2 separate regions of the Anser cygnoides genome follow, and region 1 is linked to region 2. A link is a contact called in public Hi-C data. All regions are on one chromosome and are shown on one strand. The core of a region is the stretch at or near the end of the contact, and the rest is flanking DNA. Distances in the headings are between cores, read along the strand shown. Region 1 holds the start of MAN2A1 (mannosidase alpha class 2A member 1). Region 2 holds the start of FBXL17 (F-box and leucine rich repeat protein 17).

What was found. A called contact is a pair of places that touch in the nucleus more often than the background predicts.
Region 1: a Hi-C map of liver shows a contact between it and region 2, with 8 times the contacts expected there. The contact joins the promoter of MAN2A1 here to the promoter of FBXL17 in region 2. A contact is called at or near these places in 3 of 7 Hi-C or Micro-C datasets (granulosa cells and liver).

What each region holds. Positions count from the first base shown.
Region 1 is chrZ:28,018,509-28,023,999 of Taihu_goose_T2T_genome, forward strand. It overlaps MAN2A1 (mannosidase alpha class 2A member 1), which reads left to right and starts at 2,318. Exons shown (of 22, transcript XM_066987870.1): 1 at 2,318-2,592. The coding sequence starts at 2,458.
Region 2 is chrZ:27,548,676-27,554,621 of Taihu_goose_T2T_genome, forward strand. FBXL17 (F-box and leucine rich repeat protein 17) reads right to left here and starts at 1,562. Exons shown (of 9, transcript XM_066988859.1): 1 at 720-1,562. The coding sequence starts at 1,445.

The DNA.
Region 1 (5,491 bases), core at 1,068-3,567, 470 kb after region 2:
TCATAGCGTTCATTGGCCTCAGCTGCAAATGCGGGTTCTGTGTACTTCTGCAGGTTAGATCACCTATGTCTTGGGAAGGAACTTGGGAGGTAAAGAACCCCTACCAGCTTTCTGTAGATATGGTAGATATGCTGGCTTGTGTGACAGTATCAGCAAGAAGCCCTTTAATAGAGATGAGAACAGTGTCTGTGTGCGGCACTTTTGTTCTCTTAGCCACCTGACCATTATTGTCTCTCTGCAGTACTCTTGTCTCATTCATCAAACTGCTTCCGACTTTTTCAACTAGAGAAACAGAAGGTCTACAGATCACTGGTTTGTTCACAACTCTGTCTTTCCCTCTAGGCACCCTGCTCAAAGAATCAACTAAACATGTCGAGAAAAAAATGAGGAAAAATACTACCTATCTGATCACGTAAAAGATGAGCAAAGGCTTTGGAGTGAACCCTAAATAATACATATCCCAAATCCCGATGCCATTTTTTGAAATCTTATTGTTAGCTTACTGCAGATTTAAACACAATTTCCCTCTTAGGAAAAAGAAATTTGGAAATGGCATCTTACATAGATCACTGCAAATTTGGATTTTTGGTTGACAAAGGTATCTGAACTCCACTAACAAAGTAACAAATGTAAAAAGAAACATTTTTATTTTCTGTGTGCATCTGCCGCTAGAGGGGGGGATGGAGCAAATGTGAACAGGTAAAGTCCGTGAGTTTACAGCTTTTTGCTGAACAGCAGATAACATCAGGTTTCAAAACTCCTGGGTTTTATTTCTGATTCTGTAGAAGATCCACCTGCATCTTTCGTCTGTTGTGCCAGTCATCATTTGTTGTGCCCTTCCACTGTCATTCTTTCCTCTGACCTGTTTTGTCTCTTATTCCACGCTTTTCCCTGTTGTTGGCCCCTTTCTGTTCCTGCGCTAGCCCCCATTTTTTGTCCTTCCCCTGTATTGTCACCAGCGCTCAGCTTCACTCTTCAGCCTCTGTTTCTCACCCCCTGATTAAAATCGGTGTTTTGAAACTTAAACTCAGTCAATATGTACAAAAGTGGACAGTTTCTCTGCTGTCAGCATTTCCCACCATGGTAGCTGATAACATCCATATCCAGTAACTGCAGGAGTCCTGTAAGGCCTTTCACATCCAGAATCTAACACTTTATTATTATTATTATTTTTTTGCCTAGTGGGAGGAAGGGGGTTAGAAGTTATGAATTATCAATCCCTAAAGTAGGTTCTGTAGGATACTGGAACAGGCTCTAAATATGGAAAAAATAAGCATAGATTTAAATTTCCTGGCTCCGTCTACTGAACTTTGCTGGCCAAAAATTTGTTAGTATTACAGTTTTAGCAACTTTGTGGGGGGGGAGGGTTAGTGAGAAAGGAAAAGAAAAGCAGTGATGCTAACACCTATTTTTGGACTTCAAATCACAGGGGTGTCAGAGCTTCTCAGCAAAAGTTCTTAATGATGTATTATGTGTGCACTGGTAAAACATGCTTTCAGCACTCGTGCAGTTCTCAGTGACATTTCCCCAAAACACCGCTCAGAAGCAGACAGCGGGCGTGAATACGTCCGAACCATTAAATCTGTGAGAACTGGGAGCCAAACGACGCAGCAGAGCGGGGCTGCAACCCTCCCCAGCGCCGTGACAGGAGCTGCTTTCTGCCAAGCGTGCTCCTGGGACTCAGAGAAGCGAGGTGCGCGTCGGGGCCGACCCCCGAAGGGGGCACTCGGCACACGGCTCTCTCACGGGGAGGCCCCCACGGCTCCCTTAGCAGGTTGCCCGCGGGCAGCCGTTATCCGGGGCGCCAACGGCCTCCGCGCAGAGAGGGCTGGGGGCGGTGCCGCGGCGGTGACACGCTGCTGGCACCGCCCACCCGCGCGGGGGCGGAGCGCGGAGCTGCGGCGGCGGCGGCAGCGGCGGCGGGCGGGGGCTGTTGTGGGTGCGGAGCGTGTGCGCGGCGGCCCGGGGGGCTCCGGCAGCGGCAGCGCTCGGGCCGCGGGGCGGGGGAGGCGGCGACAGCGTGCGGCGGCCGGCAGGAGGAGGAGGAGGAGAAGGAGGAGGAGCAGGAGGAGGAGGAGCAGGAGCGGGGCGGCCGCAGGAGGAGGAGGGGAAGCGGAGCGGCGGCGTTCGGTCGGCCCCGCGGCGCTGCTGCCGCCGCCACTTCCCCGCTCGCTGCCGGGCTGCCCGCCCGTCTGATCCGCGCCTCCCGGCGCCTCCCGGCTCGCCGCCGGGCGCTCGGCGGGGCTCGGCGCGCCGCGCGGGGCAAGACTTGCCGCGCTCCGCCGGAGGGGGCTCGGCGCTGCCCCGCCGGAGGATCCCCCGCGGCGCCGCGGTGCCGCCGCCCGTCGCCGGCTCGGAACTTTCCCCGCGGGGCGCGGGGGGGCAGCGAGGAGGAGGAGGAGGAGGAGGAAGAGACGGCGGGAGCAGCGCGGCGGGGCCGGTCGGCCGGCGGCGGCGATGAAGCTGAGCCGTCAGTTCACGGTGTTCGGCAGCGCGGTGTTCTGCGTGGTCATCTTCTCGCTGTACCTGATGCTGGACAGGGGGCACTTCGACCACCCCAAGAGCCCGCGGCGGGAGGGCACCTTCCCCAAGGTGAGCGCCGGGACGGGACCGGCAGGAGCACGGGGAGGAGGACGGGGAGGGGGGGTGCGGAGGGTGCCTCCGCCACCAACTTCCTCCCCGCCGCGGCGCTCGTCCGGCGGCGAGCGGCGGCCTCGAGCCTCGGCGCCGGCCGCTGGGGCTCGGGGCGCGGCCTCTGGGCGGCGCTGCGGGAGGGGAGCGAGGGGAGGGGCTGCCCCGGCCCCGCCGCGCGTCCCGAGCCACCAGGAGCAGGAGGGGGCCGGGGCTGGCAGGAGCGCGGCTGGCAGCGAGACCTGCGGGCGCGGGGTGACCCCGCCAACAGGTAGGCAGCGGGGCTCGGGGCCGTGGGACCCTGCCCCTTCTGCCCCGGGTGGGGGGACACCTAGAAGCTGCCCGGCGTCGTGGTGTTAAACCCAGCAGTGTCCGTCTGGTCGCGGCGAGGACGGGAGCGTGTTGGATGGAGAACGCGTGGTGTGCTGTGCCGAGCTGTGTGTCTGCCACACGCTGCTGCGTGGGGAGAGTTTTATTGTCGTGAAGCAAAATAAAGTGTAGAAAAGCAAGCAGCGAAGGTGCAGCGTGTTTGTGCCTGTGCTGAATTTATCCTCCCTGAAGGCAGTAAAACAGAGGAACGTGTTTTCCTACAACAGTGAGGTGTCAAGTCAACAGGAGAACTCAAAAGGCTTGCTGAAAAAGTAAAATTTTATTTTTCTGATAGAACCACTGATTTTTTCATTTAATGCAAAGATAATACTTGACACCACTCTATTTCTGGCCACGGCAAAAACCTTGACTGAAGTGTATAGAAGGAGCACGGATCAGTTCTGCCTTTGTTTCTTCGAGTTACAGTTCAGAGGTCAGCCACTAGCTGTTTCAGGAACTAAGAGAACACGAAAGAAGCTTTGAAGAAAGCGAGACAAGGCTGGACTACTGAGGCTGCATCTGTTCAATATACAGTTCCAGCAGGAGAGTAATACTGCGTGTCATACTTGTAAAAGCTAGTACAAGTGCTGCTTTGGTGATATGGTCAGTATCTTATATTAGCAGAGCACCTCGTGTTTTTATCTCACCAGTTGAGTTTAATCCAGATAAAGAATAGAACAGGGCAGCTCGTACGTAGGTGGCCTTTTTTCTTTTTTTTTATTTAATGTCAGGATTTGCTTTGAAATACTGGAGTAAATATGGAAGACATATTAGATGTGTTTGGTTTTCCACTGTCAGTGTCCTGCAGTTGAAATTCCTGTCAGTATCCTACAGCATAATGCTTTCTCTCTTACGACCAAGGTCTAGTGCCTCAGTCTGCTGTAACATCTCTTTCTTATACAACATAAGGAGACAAGCATGTCTCCCCACGTCCTCCTTCCTCCCCTCGGACTCCTAGAACATTCCGCCAGCGTTTACTCTTTCTGCCTTTTCCATACCTAAATTCCTTCGAGGCTGCTCACTCTCACTACTTAGCACTGTTTCAGTCCTTCCTTTGGGTGGAAAAATTACCCTTTTTCTTCTTGCTGCTTTATCCTTCGAAGAAGTTACAGGTGAAGCTGATGTGACTCTGTCATTTCCTATTTGCTGTCCATAGGGTTCTGAATAGGAGTTTTTCACTTTGTTAAAATTGGGAAGCCTCTGGAACCTAGCAAATGTTTTCTGAGCCATATAATACATCAGTGTAAAGTTGATATGAAAGATGAAGAGGGAAAGAGAAGCCACCGAAAATATTGGAAAGGAAAACGCTACCTTAGTTTACAAAAAATCACGTCAGTGCCGTGTTGTCAGAACTCAATGTACTGTAAATGAAACCAGCCACAGATGTAAAAACTTCAAGCTGCTTTTGTTTGCAAAAAGCTCTGGCAGCAGTATATTATATGTCCGTGGATTTAAGAAGACATTTTCTTTCATGATGAGAAAGGTCAGTTTTTCTTATCGCTTTGAAGAAGGAACTGAGATTTTTTAATTTTTTTTTCCCACAGATTTTCAGATAGCTTCACTTCATACTTCTTTCTGATCTGACAATGTGCTAATTTTTCAACTTTGCTGTTTCTCTGTGCAGCTCTTGTAAGAGCATCCTTCACCTTGCATATCCTAGAAATTGCATATTGATTAGCTTGCTCTTCCTGACCTGTGTGGTTTACAGTAGCCTCAGAGAGGAGAAGTGGGTTCTTCTGGAAGCAGCTTCCTGTGTAGCTCATCAGCATTTGTCTGTCTAAGCTTTAATTTCTGCCAGGATTAGAGTTGGATTTTTTTTTTTTTTTTTTAGCTGGTAGTGCCTGTTGGTCTGCATTCACTGAAAGAATCGTGGTATGTAATACCAGTAGTAAAATGCAGGATGGGGATTGCTGCTCAACTTTCACTTCTGCTGTTTCTTCCAGATGCCTTCTCGTTGCATGATCTCAGGGTCGTGTGCATCAGGTTGAGGCTTGCGAACCTGACTTTTTTCAGATTTATCTGCTATTGCAGTCAAGAGTTACCCTTCCTGAGCTTGGTTTCTAGTTCGAGAGCTTAGGTGGTTGTTCAAGAGTGCCAACAGGAATGTCTTGCAGAAGTAATTTTTGGAGAAGATCTCTCAAGGAGTGCGAATACCCCTAAGCAGGAGCCTTTACATATTCTCTATCGAAGTGCTTGTAAATGCTTTTCAGAGCTGTGTTAAAGAGAATCTCTGGTCTGACTTTGGAGGGACTGGTAATGTCTTGTCTTTTTAGGTGTTGACCTTGCAAAAGTTGGCATCAGTAATCTCTTTTAGAGTGAACATTGCCCACGCTCTGTAGTGAGGTGACATCATGGCAACTGTAATAGAACCTGAGCTAATGAAGTGATTTATAGCCTTGTCATCATTGATGGTGCATTTAAATCATATATGAAGATCTGCATGCTGCCATAGAACTGAAATCTCCATTAATTTGGGAAGATTAAGTACAAC
Region 2 (5,946 bases), core at 312-2,811:
CCCCCATCCCAGAGAGGGAGGGGGGAGGGTGAGCGAACGGCTGTGTGGTTAGCTGCCAGCCGGGTTAAACCACAACACTGCCAAAGGGAATTTGAGTAATGAATCTATAAAACACGGTGTGCCCTTACAAGGCAGGTGACACGTATCAATATATGCACCTCAAAAAACAAAACAAAATGATGTGCACGACAGAGAGTAGACGGCCCATGTTTGACAACAGCAGAGTGAGCATTCGGGAAATACCTCCTACACCGGGGTTGCACAACGAGCAGCACAGACCTGCTCACAGATAGGACGAGTGCCCTGCCTCTCACTCCTCCATTATCACACCCTGCTTTACGTTCAGCCATCTGACCCCAGAGTAAACTGCTCCAGGACTCCGAGCTCTGCACCCCAGCACGTAAAGACACACTTGCATCACTGTGGAGGACATCACAGACCCCAGCTCCAGCCAGGAGAGTGTTTTTACCTAAGGTTTAGGTGAAGAAAGACGAGGACATTCTAACTAGACCGCCAGAGTAGCTTAAAAGTGAAAAGTTACTTGAAAAGAGAACAGTAACAGCGGGAGCGCCACGGGACACAAGGCAAGACCGGGGTTTGAAGATACAAAGTAAGAGGCTGCCAGGGAAGGTGGTTGAAGGGACTCGGCTCCCTGGGGGGTTTATCAGGGCGACGGCTGCGTTTCGGGGCCGCCCCCCCGCTCCTGCCCCGCGACCCACCTTGAGGAGGATGGAGGGCGGCAGCTGGTTGATGTCGGGGGCGGCCAGCGGCTCTCGGCAGCCGTCTCCGGGGTGCTCCTGCGGCTCCTGGCAGCCCACCGGGCCGCTCCTCTCTTCCTCCGGATCCTTCTCGCCCTCGGCCGGGGGCGGCGGAGGCGGCGGGGCGGGCTGCCCCCCTCCGCTCCCCTCGCTGCCGTCCGCGCCGTCCGAGGGCAGGGCGCGCGGCTGGGGCTCGCCGGTCGGGCACTGGCAGGCGGCGGCCTCGGTCTCGGCGCTGGCGGCGGCGCTGGCGGCGTTGCAGCGCGGCTGCTTGCAGGGCGGGCAGGCGGGCAGGCCGGCGGCCCCCTTGCGCTTGCACACCATGTCGGAGAGCGCCTCGGTAGGCGGCCCGGCCGGTCCCGGGAGGAGGCCCCGCAGCGGCGAGGGCAGCAGGCCCGAGAGCAGCAGGCGCTGGCGGCGGCCCCGCGGCTGCCAGGCGGCGGGCGGCAGGCGGAGGAGGAGGAGGCGGCGGGCGGAGGGCGGCAGCGGGTGCCCGCCGGGCGGCGTGGGCGCGGCGGTGGGCGGGCTGGCGCCGTGCACGACGAAGCAGAGCATGCAGGGCCCCCGCAGGAAGCAGCTGCGGCTCCGCGCCGCCACCTTCCTCCGCCGGCGGCGGCGGCGGCGGTGGGTGGTGGCGGCGCTGTCCCGGCTCCGGCTGGTGGCCCCCTTGGCGAGCAGGTGGCCCATATAGGAGGCGGCGGAGGAAAGGGCCCGCGGGGCGTCACCGGCGGGCGGCGCCGGGCGCTGCCATGCTGCCGGCGGCAGGTGGCGGCGCCGGGGGACGGCGGGGCGGGTTCCGGGACGCGGAGCGGGGAGGGAGAAGGAGGGAGGCTTCCCCTGCCGCCGCCGGGGCACGGCAGGCGGCGCTGCCGGCGGGACGCTGCGGGGCACGGGCGCCGGCGGCCGGCGGGGGCGCTGCGAGCCCTCCGGAGGAGCTCGGCGCCCTCCGGAAAGCTTTGGAGGGGCTGGGAGGCGGTGCAGAGGGCCGGGTCGGTGCTCAGATCGGCGCCGAAAACACGGGATCTGGGGCAAAACTGGCCGGGAAGGCGGCGAAGGGGCGCAGTGCGTGCGGCTGCGCAGGACTGCGAGCGCCGAGGGTGGCTCCACGGCTCTGCAACGGACTGCGGCTGGAGCCAAGGCCACCGAGTGCTTTCTCCGGCCAAAGCCCCCGATCGTCTCCGACACCGCCCCGTGCCCTGCTTCCTGCTGCCCCCTGCACCCTGCCCGGCCGCAAACAGGGGCTGGGCCTGCTCGCTGCCCTTCTGCCTGTGCCACCGTGGGCCCAGCTACTGCATTAATACACGCTTGGCAAATTTGACTTGTGTGTGTCAGCATCCAGTTCCCAGTCATTCACATAAGGTGACTTACATGTGTATTTTTAAGTACACGTTGAAATTTGCCTTTAGTGAAAGGTGTTCGCCTGAGTGAAAGCGGAGGGACAAAGCAAGCTATGGTTAGGATCTAGCACTATCGTCAAGTAACAAAGGCCAACAGCAGACGTGCACAGTCCTATATAATAAGACTGAGATCTTGTGGCTTGTTGCCCACGAGAAACCATATATAAGGTCTGAAACACGTGTGGTGCTGTTATTTTTGTCTGATACCTGTATTATTACACCTCAACAGTTCAGTAAAAATATGTTAGCTGTAAGAAAAATATTTTGGATAAAAGTAGAGTAATAGAATGTTTTAACTGAGTTAATAACTCATTGAGATCCACCAATATAAATTGCAGCAGATGTTGGCAAAAATTTGGCAAGGTCCTTTCCTCCCTCAAATTTCAATATTTTCATATGAGCAAAGACAACTCTAAAAGAATAAGAATAGTCAAATTCAAGCATTCAAACTGAACAGCATTCAGAATAAATGCTTATGATGTCAAATATTCCAAATAAAGCTCATGATTAAATCTGTCTGGACAACTTCTGAAGCATCATTGTGACATTGCCTTTACTTATGTGATCACGTATTAGTATTTCGTGCAGAAATTTTGGCAAAGGTGACTGGCTTCTGTATGTTGCTTTCATATCTGATAGTCTGAGATATGTTGGTGCATTATTCTGAAACGTATACATACCGTCTCTACACATATATCTCACGTATGGAAGTCTTCCTATTCCTCCAATATTTACCTCGGTGTGATCCACCTCTGCTGCCTCCTTTTGAAATATGTTGTTTTTCACAGAACACAGACAAGGAAGATATCATCTCTTCTAGTCCCACCTTTCCTAAGTAATTTCACCTTCAGATAGCTTTCTTTATTAAACTTTCTATATTTCATTGCATGTATTTTTTTTCACTGTTGGTCTTCCCACTCTCTCCCTCATCTCCTGGGGGAGGGAGGGAGTAAGTGGCTTTGTTGTTGCTTAGCTGCTGGCTGAGTTCAATCCATAACAGAGGTAAACATAAATTCACAGTCAGTACAACTACAGATAGTACAAATATTTGTGACGTGATGACAAATGATGGCAGAACAGTCAGAGAAAATTATCATGTGAATTACCAATGGCTTCATTTTTGCAGTACAGAATTAGATACAGTAAATGTTTCTTTTCTATAGCTTTACATTCAGACAAATTTATTGTCTTTATCTGTGAATAGACCCATTCATGTTTTTATTGTCTTTCAGTTTTGTGGACCCCTAAGAATTCTTTATTAGAGAAATCTCTTTAGAAATGTTAACTCTCATGTATGTTAGTAATTTTTTCCGTCTAGAAGATGTCAGGCTGAAAACCAGCAGCAACTCAGTTGGTAGAGTGTCTTTTGATTTAGGCAGTATGACACTATCGTCATCTTACTTTTTTAAACCTTGCAAACCAGGGATTTCTCCTAATGATTTCAGCCTGCATTGTCAAACATTTCAAGTAATAAGTAGCTTCTAATTTCTAATTGCACATTTCTTCCTCCTCTGCCCATCTGCTAGGTTGATATTTTAATTTACTGAATGCACTTTACCTCTCTGTCAGAATCAGGATTTAGCCAATTCTAACGTTTATTTGTAGAATCGTGTTTTTTGGCCAACTGATGAGCACTGTGAAAAGCAGGCCAGGGGGTGGGATTCAACTGTTCTAACATGTTATGAGATGCTCCAGGTAGTCATCTGGAAAGGCCTGGGACAGCTGATGGAGGGCACAGCTGAGGCCCTCTGGAGCAGCAGCTGCAGGCCAAGAAGGCATTTTAGCTGCCGTGTGGTGTATCCCATGTTTAGACACCTGAATGTCAGGTACGGAGTGTCATTAGACTGATTTTTTTTACCTAGCAGCATTCCCTTGGGAAATTATATGCTGTCTTTTATAAAGTCCAATTTGTTTCACTATGTGTGCTGCATAATTCCTAATCTTTCACTGAGTGTACACCACTGTTAGTACTGCTGCTGGACTACACAGACTATTAGTTATTAGATGCTCATGAAATAAAAAGGAAACAATCAATGAAAGTGAAACATCTAAATGTACTGATAATCAAAGGAGATTATTTTGGGAAACAAAATATAATTGTGGCAGTAAGATTAATAGGATTTAAAAAGTACTGAACTTTTGTGTAGCTAATAATAATAATATTCACACTTAAATTCTAGTTAGAATAAGTTGAATAGAGGGTATGAACCCTCATGTTTCATAAATATAACCACTAAATGTGGAGGGTTTTTCTAGACCTGCCTAATACCAGATATTATAGCCTTCTTCTAAAGTATCTGGTACTAGAATTCAGCAGAAAGTTGATAGGGCCTAAGGAAAAGGGGAACGTTTTGGACAGCAATGTTTTTCTGACCTTCTAAAATCTGATAAAGGAATGACAAACTACAGCAACAGAGAAAACATGACCAAGTCATTGTTTGTACTATCACAATGTTCAAAATACGTTAGATATTTTACAAAGACATCCAAAAGTTTACTAAAGATACTTTAATAGTATAAAGGGCAAAGCTACATGAAGTGGAATACCATACTTAATAAGCAAATGAGCAAGAAGATCGATTTTGTTAGTTACATGCTGGTTATTGATATATGTATGTATATATATTATTTCTAAGATTAAATGCTCTAGGTAAAATCCAGATTAATTATCAATTTTATTGCTGGATTCAGAAGGACCAGAGTTTTGCTCTATAAATTCACATCCACTCATACTTCTTTCATTTTATTTATTTATTTATTTGTTTGTTATTTAACTGTTCACAAAGATTTGTAAACTCAATTCCAACATCTTTTCTGCTGTAAACATTCATAGCTCTCTCCTTGGTCTACCTTATATGGAGGAGCATTTCACTCAGACGATAAACAGAACACATATTAGTGCATTTAATCAGATGAATTCCGGTACGTTTCATGAAAGAAGAAAACTGGAATATTACAACAACCAAAAAAGATGAGAAGCATGGTTTTTAAGATGACATTACTATAAAGGCAGAGGTAAGTGAGATAGGCAGTGAGGTAAGTCAGACAGAAACACAGATTTGATATTTGTAATATGTAGAAGAACCAATAGTTCTATCACACACACACACAAAAAAAACCACCACCACCACAACAACAAAAATGGATTTAGATTTAGAAAGGGAAAAAAAGAAGGGAAAAATCACCAACATAATGTAGCAACAAACGGGAGTGAAGGCAGTGGCAAATGAGGGAAGCTAACTATAACCCCAAGCTGCAATTGTATACGAAAGGCAAAGTGTACTAAACGTGCCAGAAACTACAGGAATATGATTTATTTGGGTTAAATGTATAAAAATGCACTGGACTTTTAGAGACGGTTATAAGAAATTCTAAATCTCTGAAGTTCTCAATTTTACCACATGCTAACAGTAAAGAATGCTACAAGAAATACTTTTTTTTTTTAACATAAGAATGTTGGAAATAAGAAAGTAGGAGGAATAAGTGCAATTTTTAAAAGGGGGTTTATAAGAATGACAATTATCAAATCTTCACTGCTTGTCAGAAAGAAGAGATTGGTTTTTGCTCAGGGCACAGCACTGAAAGGCCCAAGTGTGGGCATGGCTGTCAGCTCCATTGAGGACATAGGCTAAAAAAATTTGCTGCTCTACCTAGCAGTGTAGTGAATATGACAAATAATAGCCTTGATACCCAAGGGGACATCATGAAGCTGTGACAGGGGAGGTTCAGGCTGGGTGTTAGGAAAATGTTCTTCACTGAGAGGGTGGTCGGGCACTGGGACAGGCTCCCCA